2 separate regions of the Mus musculus genome follow, and region 1 is linked to region 2. The links are chromatin contacts, called in public Hi-C maps. All regions are on one chromosome and are shown on one strand. The core of a region is the stretch at or near the end of the contact, and the rest is flanking DNA. Distances in the headings are between cores, read along the strand shown. Region 1 overlaps Jazf1 (JAZF zinc finger 1). Region 2 has its middle 21 kb from the start of 1700094M24Rik.

What was found. A called contact is a pair of places that touch in the nucleus more often than the background predicts.
Region 1: a Hi-C map of granulocyte-monocyte progenitors shows a contact between it and region 2, with 1.9 times the contacts expected there. The contact joins two enhancer-like sites. A contact is called at or near these places in 3 of 484 Hi-C or Micro-C datasets (embryonic stem cells, granulocyte-monocyte progenitors and uterus), 2 of 115 datasets of contacts at active chromatin or transcription factors (large pre-B cells and pancreatic cancer cells) and 1 of 9 other capture datasets (embryonic stem cells).

What each region holds. Positions count from the first base shown.
Region 1 is chr6:52,844,243-52,848,022 of GRCm38.p6, reverse strand. The region is part of intron 2 of Jazf1 (JAZF zinc finger 1); the gene reads left to right. Among named protein-coding and RNA genes, the nearest start is that of Gm52903, 20 kb to the left of the region's middle. Within about 2 kb of position 1,527, at least 24 of the 459 cell types and tissues checked have an H3K27ac peak or open chromatin away from gene starts, as enhancers often do. A contact at or near this core is called in granulocyte-monocyte progenitors, where this site is marked.
Region 2 is chr6:52,469,717-52,473,108 of GRCm38.p6, reverse strand. No RefSeq gene overlaps it. Among named protein-coding and RNA genes, the nearest start is that of 1700094M24Rik, 21 kb to the left of the region's middle. Within about 2 kb of position 1,513, at least 40 of the 459 cell types and tissues checked have an H3K27ac peak or open chromatin away from gene starts, as enhancers often do. A contact at or near this core is called in granulocyte-monocyte progenitors, where this site is marked.

The DNA of each region.
Region 1 (3,780 bases), core at 278-2,777, 370 kb before region 2:
TTGGTGCAGGAGAAAAAGCCAATGCCCTGATTACAACTGTGATTATATTTAGTATTCTTTATTCAACACTTAGCTTTTCCTTAAAGAAAAAAAAATCTACTGTCTGTTTATAGGGGGATTTTGTTGAAATATTTGTGCTCTGGTGGCACAGCAGGAACACCCTGATGTAAAGTAATAAGCACAGAAGTAGATTATAGGAACTTTTTTTGGTGGCAAAGCAAGCATCTATAAGCTATTGTGAAATCACCTAAGCCATTTCTCTTAATAAAATTATCTGGCTAGGTAGTGGTAGGTACAGGCCTTTAATCCCAGCACTTGGGAGGCAGAGGCAGGTGGATCTCTGTTGAGTTCAAGGCCAGCTTGGTCTACAGATCAAGTTCAAGGACAGTCAGTGCTACATGGAAGAACTCTGTCTCGAATAACCAGAAAGAGAGAGCGAGGGGCAGGGGAAGGAGAGAAGGAGGGATGGTCCCCCTTTTTAATATATTTAAAGGCTCACAGAGTTGTCAGTTGTCAGATAGTGAGCGAACATGTTGTATTGCCATTTGTGATTTGCTGTCAGTGCACTGCTCACATTAACATCAGTGTGACCACTTGTGATTTGTTCTCTTTGGAAGAAGAGGAAGGTAATGTTAGAATATTCCAGAGACACTGCCCAGGGGGGACGATGGCCGGACTTTCAGTAACATTTTCTCATCTTGCTCTCCATAACTTTCATAGTTACTTTTCTATTCCTGTGAGGAGACCTAGGAAGCTTACAGTTTCTGAGGGAGGGTGAGCTCATGGCCGTCACGGTGGGCAGCAGAGCAGCACTGCAGCTCAGACTTCACATCCTGATCCATAAACGGGAGCAGAGAGGGTGACACTGGGAATTGTGTGAGTCTCTTGAAACCTCAGAGCCTGCCAGTGACATGCCTCCTCCAAAAGGCTACTAGTCCTTTCCAAACAGTTCCAGCAACTGGAGACCAAACATTTAAACATATGAAGCCACGGGGGCCATGCTCACTCAATGACTATTTTCATATAATATATAGAACAAAATAATTATAAATAGGTATAATTATTTTTTGTTCTAACCAAAAGATAATGTGTCATTAGAGAAAATACAGCAAACATGGAAAGAGAGCAGCAGGGAAGTAAAAAGATCCTCTCTAGTCCACCACTCAGACGGACCATGGTTGGTGTTTCGGTGTGTATGTCTAGCCCCCTGCCGTCTATATAGGGTATGCATCTTCAAAGATATCTGCCTTTTATTTGGTTCAACCCCACACTTTGATACAGCTTTATGCTTACCATATCCTATGCAGATGTAATATGTCTCAATAAATGCAATATGCCTGTGAGAAACAAAGACACACAGGGAAATTCACCTGCCCACACTTACACAGCTCACACATAAACTCACTGCAAGATATTGTCTTCCCTATTAATTTTTGTTTCCAGTTAATAAGCTAAAGTGTTGAACACAGTGGCCTGGATGAGGTCTGTGGTTAGTCTGTGACTCAGCAGTGCGGCCTGCAGGGCATGCTTTCTTGAAGATTCTAGAATGCCCTTCTTTCCTGCTGGGGCTCCAGATCTCCACAGCACTCCAGGACATGTTGGTTGGCCTGCTGGGCACCAGGGTTTCCAGCATGACTGTCTGTTAAGCTACCTACCTCGCTATGCACTACATGCAATGTGCTGCCCATGCTGTAGGCTCTTGGGCAGGGTCTAGCTGTCTACTAGAGCCATCCTACACAAAAGCACAGGGTAATCATTTAGGCCATGAAATAGTTCATAAACCCAGCAGCTGCAGGAGTCACTCTTGCCAGTTCTCCCCTGTCACCAACTGTCACATCTGCAAGGTGGTTGAGTAGGGAGTGGGACCCATGTCCTTCAGAGCCTGCTGAGCTAGGAAAGGGCAAAGGCAAGCTCTTCACAGCTCTGTGCTCTCTGGAGTTAGTAAGGAGACCTAAGATTCGTGTTCTGGAGGGAGAGTCAGGAAGGGCCTTGTCTGCAACCAGCTTGCCATGGGGAAACCTAATAAAAATTTGTTAATGCAATGTGATTCAAAATTACTATGAGAGTTAAGAATAATAAAGCTGTACCTAAGTAAAGTGCCATTAAATGTGTTTATATCTACATTAGGCTTAAGCTGCACTGCCAGTGGAGAGGTTTTAGCTCTCAGTATTCAACAGTTTCAAATGTACCAGAAAATGCTGGCCACAGACTGTTGCCTAACTGAAACCAGATAGGCTAGACTTCCCAAAGCTACAAGGAGGAAATAAATCCATTCATTCAAAATAATCCGAACATTTTGAGTACAGCAGTCACATGCCACTTGGTACAATTCAGTATTAGTCTATGTCACTTTTGAGTAAATATGTAACTAAAGAGACACAAATGAGCTTTTCACATAATGCGCCGGAATGTGGATGCAGATTGCTGTGTGACCTCAGCTGTAGGCAGACCCAGAAGGTTCCATTATTATTTTAGCAAGAGTGTATCACAGGAAATGGTTTCATTGGGGGATTCCTTTAAAACTGACTTGAGGGAAAGATAATCTCACTTCCAGAATTGGATCTGACCAGTATCTGACTCAGTATCCTAGGGTACTGAACAGCACTTGGGCTGGTCAACTAGAGCTGAGAGCTGCTCACTCACGCACTGTTCCCAGTTCCACCATGATGAAGTAGTCCTCGGTGGAGCTTTTTGCTCTCATTGTGGGGTGGGGTGGATTCAGATAGTCTCGCCTGTAACGTCCTAGATGGAAGCTCACACCTTAGCTCTATAGATGCAGAACACTAAGGCATCAGCATGTGAAACTCGTCCATGGTCACACAGAGTAGATAAATGGTCAAGCTAGTGGTTGCAACACAACAGTATAGTTCCAGGAGGATCCCCTTCAACATGTAGTTAAAGGCCTTCCCAGACGTGAGTAAATCTTTGTACATGTCAGTAGTGAATGTAGAGAGAACTTCTGTCGGGGCACTGGAACAGACAACTCCACAGAGGGTTTTCACATGAGCAAAAGAGTGTGGCAGCCTCTGCCCCTAGGAATTGTGGGAAACTGGGAAAGGTAATGAATCATCCTTGAGCACCAGAAACAACTACACTGTGGAGGTGGAACGTGTTGGGGACATAAGGCCCCTAGTCATTCTCTTGTCCCTGTCTCCCTGGCTTCTAAAAGACTATCTGAACCAACTGAACAGAAAACTGTCCACCTTTTTGTCTCTTATAGCAACAGGAATATTCCAAAATGAAGCTCTCCTGGGGGGTAGCCTCCCTATCCCTCTGAGAACCCACAGTAATATGGACTTCATTGTGGGATTCCTTGAAAACTGATTTGAGGGAAAGAAAATCTAGTTTCCAGAAGTGGATCTGACCAGTATCTGACTCAGTATCCTAGGATTCTGAACAGCAAGTCGGATGTTCCTATAGAAAGTGGAAGGATGCATTCTTCTGCCTTGAAACCCTACCTCTACTGCCTCCTGCCACTAAGCCTGAATCTCAAATCCCCTATGGTCCAGGTTCATAAGTACACTACAAAGGATGCCAGGCTAAAAGGATGCTTGAACTCCTTGTCCCAAGAGCATCCTCTTAACCACGTAGTTCCCTAGCCTTCAGCATCCTTGTCTGTAAAATGAGCCTCCTAATGCTTTTCTTATATGAAAGCCACTAACCAAATTGTGTGCACCATGGGGCCTTTATCTGCATTGACAGATTCTTTGTGGAATGTGTGTTACTTGCAAACTAATGAATGAGATGTCAGATGACAGAATACTGAGCTTGTGGTTTTGA
Region 2 (3,392 bases), core at 264-2,763:
GGCCTTTAGGGGTTTGTGTACGTGCATGTGTGTGTGTGTGTACGTGTGTACGTGTGTGTGTGTGTGTGTGTGTGTGTGTTGTGGTATGTTCCAGCTGAGGTAAAAATTCCTATAACATAAATTGGCAATTTTTAAAATGAATCGTCCTATGACATTTAGTACAGTCAAAGTGTTTCTTAAACACCATACCACTAGTTCTCAAACATTTTCATCAACTCAGAAGGAAACCCATATATGTCATGGCCCTCCTCCATTTTCTTCTCTCTCTGTCTCCTGAAAATAACCAAGCTACTCTCTGTCCCTATGGATTGATCTTCTCTGGATATTTTGTACCAATGAAACCACACATGTCACCTTTTCAAGTCTGACCTCTCCTACCTAGCATAATGTTTTCAAGTGTCACTTGTGTTGTAACACATGTCATACTTTGTTTTTTTTTTGGTGCTAGATAATATTCTACTGGCTCTGTTTAGTCATGCTCGATGGGCCTTTTGATCTCTCCAGCTCTTGCTTATCATGAGCAATGCTACCCTAAGCATGCATACGTACCTGTCTCTGTTAAAATTCTTGTTTCCCATTCTTTTCAGTCTTCAGAGCAGTAGGATCCCCGAGGGAAATGTAATTTTATGTTTCACTTCTTTTCGAGAAACTGGCAACCAATTTACCACAGACAATGCATTTATATTCCACCCAGGAATAAAGATCACAATTTCTTCATGTCCTCTAATGCTTGCTCCCTGCCACCACCACCGTCACCCTTGGATTATTTTTTCTTAAGCATCCTCCTTGCTCATGGATGCTCTAGTCGGTATGGAATAACTCATTGCTTTGCTTTGATCTGCATTTAACTAAGGGCTAAGCTCTTGAGCACCTTCCAGTGTCTATTGGCCATTAGTGTTGTCCTCTGAATAAATACATGACAAAGCACCCCCTCTTTGTTCTGCTGCTTTCTGTTGTTATTGCTGTGTCTGGGGTAGCATTTTGCTAGCCTAGGCTGCCCTTGAACTCACGGCGACACTCTAGCCTCAGCCTCTAAGTGAGATGTATGTTACCAAGCCCAGATGCCCACTTTTAAACTGGGTTTTTGTTGAGCTGTAAGAGTCCTTTATAGCTGTCCAGATGTCAGATGTTCATCAGATGTGCGATTTCCAAAATTTTCCCAATATTCTCTTTTCATTTCCTGTATAATGTCCTTGAAAGCCCAGATATTTTAATGCTGATGCACCTCAGCTCACCCATTTTTTGTCTTGTTGTGTCCTCTATAGCCTGTGACTCATAACAGCAGAGGAAATGGTTGCACCACTTACAAAGGCACAGGAGATTTTTGTTATCTTGAACCAACATCTAAGGAGGGCATGGCATTGCCCAAGCTCAGACAGTATAAAGCTATAGACCTTAAATTTTTTTTTTTGCTGTAACTGTCACCATGATAGAAGCCAGAGTGTTAGCAAGAGAGAGCCACAAATCTAAGAAGGAAAAATAAAAATGAGGAAGCAGGGCAGCTGGACAGGCCAGGGCTTTGGCTCCGCATGTGGCTTCTGCCTTGTGGTATGACATGATTGTTGTACCAACCACCAAGGCATCCATGTGCCAACCCTCCAGAAGAGAAAAGAGAAGGGACTGTTGCCTTTCTTCTTTTCCTGTCCCAGAATTTGTGCCCATCACTCCTGCTTGCCTCACAGTGGCCAGGACTTAATCAAATGATGACATCCAAAGGAGACTCAAGAACGAGCTCTTCCCATCCCACGGCTGCGGTGCTCTGTAGCAGCTCTGATGCTTCAGGGCAGAAAGTATATGCCGGGGGACAAAAAGGTCTCATTTCTGCCCCAGAATCCCAGCCTTCTTATTCCCAGAAATGATCTGAGTGCCATTGCTCCAGCCCGAAGGGACAGAGGAACTTCAGCTCACCCTGCAGTTTCCTTCCATCAAACGAGTCTCTCAATTTCTCATCAGACAGGCTGCTCGGGGAAGGAGACTAAAGCTGGGTGTGAACATGCAGGAAACGGATCAAGTAAGCCTAGGGAAAGGGGAGAAAGGGAACGTTACTAAGGCTGGGACGGGGGTGCTGTTGGTAAAGCACTCCTCGCCGAGCGTGCTTGAAGCTCAGGTTCAGTCCCCAGCACCAAATAAAACAAGGTGTGGTGGTGCATGCCTGCAATCCTGGGATGTAGAGGTAGAGGGGTCAGACGTTTAAAGTCATCCTCAGGGCCAGGTGTGGTGGCACACGCCTTTAATCCCAGCACTTGGGAGGCAGAGGCAGGCGGATTTCTGAGTTCGAGGCCAACCTGGTCTACAGAGTGAGTTCCAGGACAACCAGGGCTACACAGAGAAACCCTGTCTCGAAAAACCAAAAAAAAAAAAAAAAAAAAAAAAGTCATCCTCAGTTATATAATACAAGGCAATAAAGCATGTTGTTGATTACTGCCCCCACCCCCATTAAGTTGATGGATGTTTAATGACAATGACAGGTTTCTTATCTAGGGATCAATTTTGCCTTTATCCTAGCTCGATAAACCTCACACTATTCCCCTGAGAAATGGGAACAAGGATAAGATAAAGATAAGATAGGAGAGAGAGACTGCTTTATAACCCAAAAAGAGATAGGCAAACACTAAATATTTTTTACAGTATAAACCAACTGTTTAAGTTTCAGGCCAATGTAAGAAATGTAAGATGAGAAAGAGAGAGATTCAAGATGGTTATCAGGTCATCACTGTTAGCAAAGGTTCGAGCCCATGACCATCACGGCAGCAGAGAGCACAGTAGCAGGCAGTCAGCATGGCACTGGAGCAGTAGCTGAGAGCCTGCATCTGACCCAAAGCATGGGGCAGAAGGAGAGCTAACTAGGAACAGTGCGGATGCCCAAGTCAGCAAATCCTTCCCAAACAGTTTCACCCTGGACCAAGTAGTCACTGATGAGAGCCTACATTCCTGTTCAAAGCATGACCTGACGTCTCTCTCTTGTTACAAACACAGTTTTTCAAAGCACTTAAAAGGTGTTATCCTCTCCTATGCCAAAAAAGGTTTTGGGTTTTTTGTTTTTTTGTTTTGTTGTTTTTTGGCCAGGCGTGGTGGTGTACACCTTTAAACTCAGAATTCAAGAAGCAGAGGTAGGTGGATCCAGATGTGTTCAATACCATCCTAGTGTTCAAAGTGAGTTGCAAGACATCCAGGGCTATGCCTATGGGGTGGGGGTGGGGGATGGTGTGCTGGGGGAGTGGGAGGGAGAAAGGGAGAAAGAAAGAAAGGGAGAAAGGTTCTTTGTTGTTGTTGTTGTTATTGACAGATCAAAGCTTATTTATTATTTCCCAGGCAAATAGACTTGAGGTTCTTGGTAGTTTCAAGATATGAAAATTGATGGACATAGAAGTGCACACCTTTAATCCCAGCAC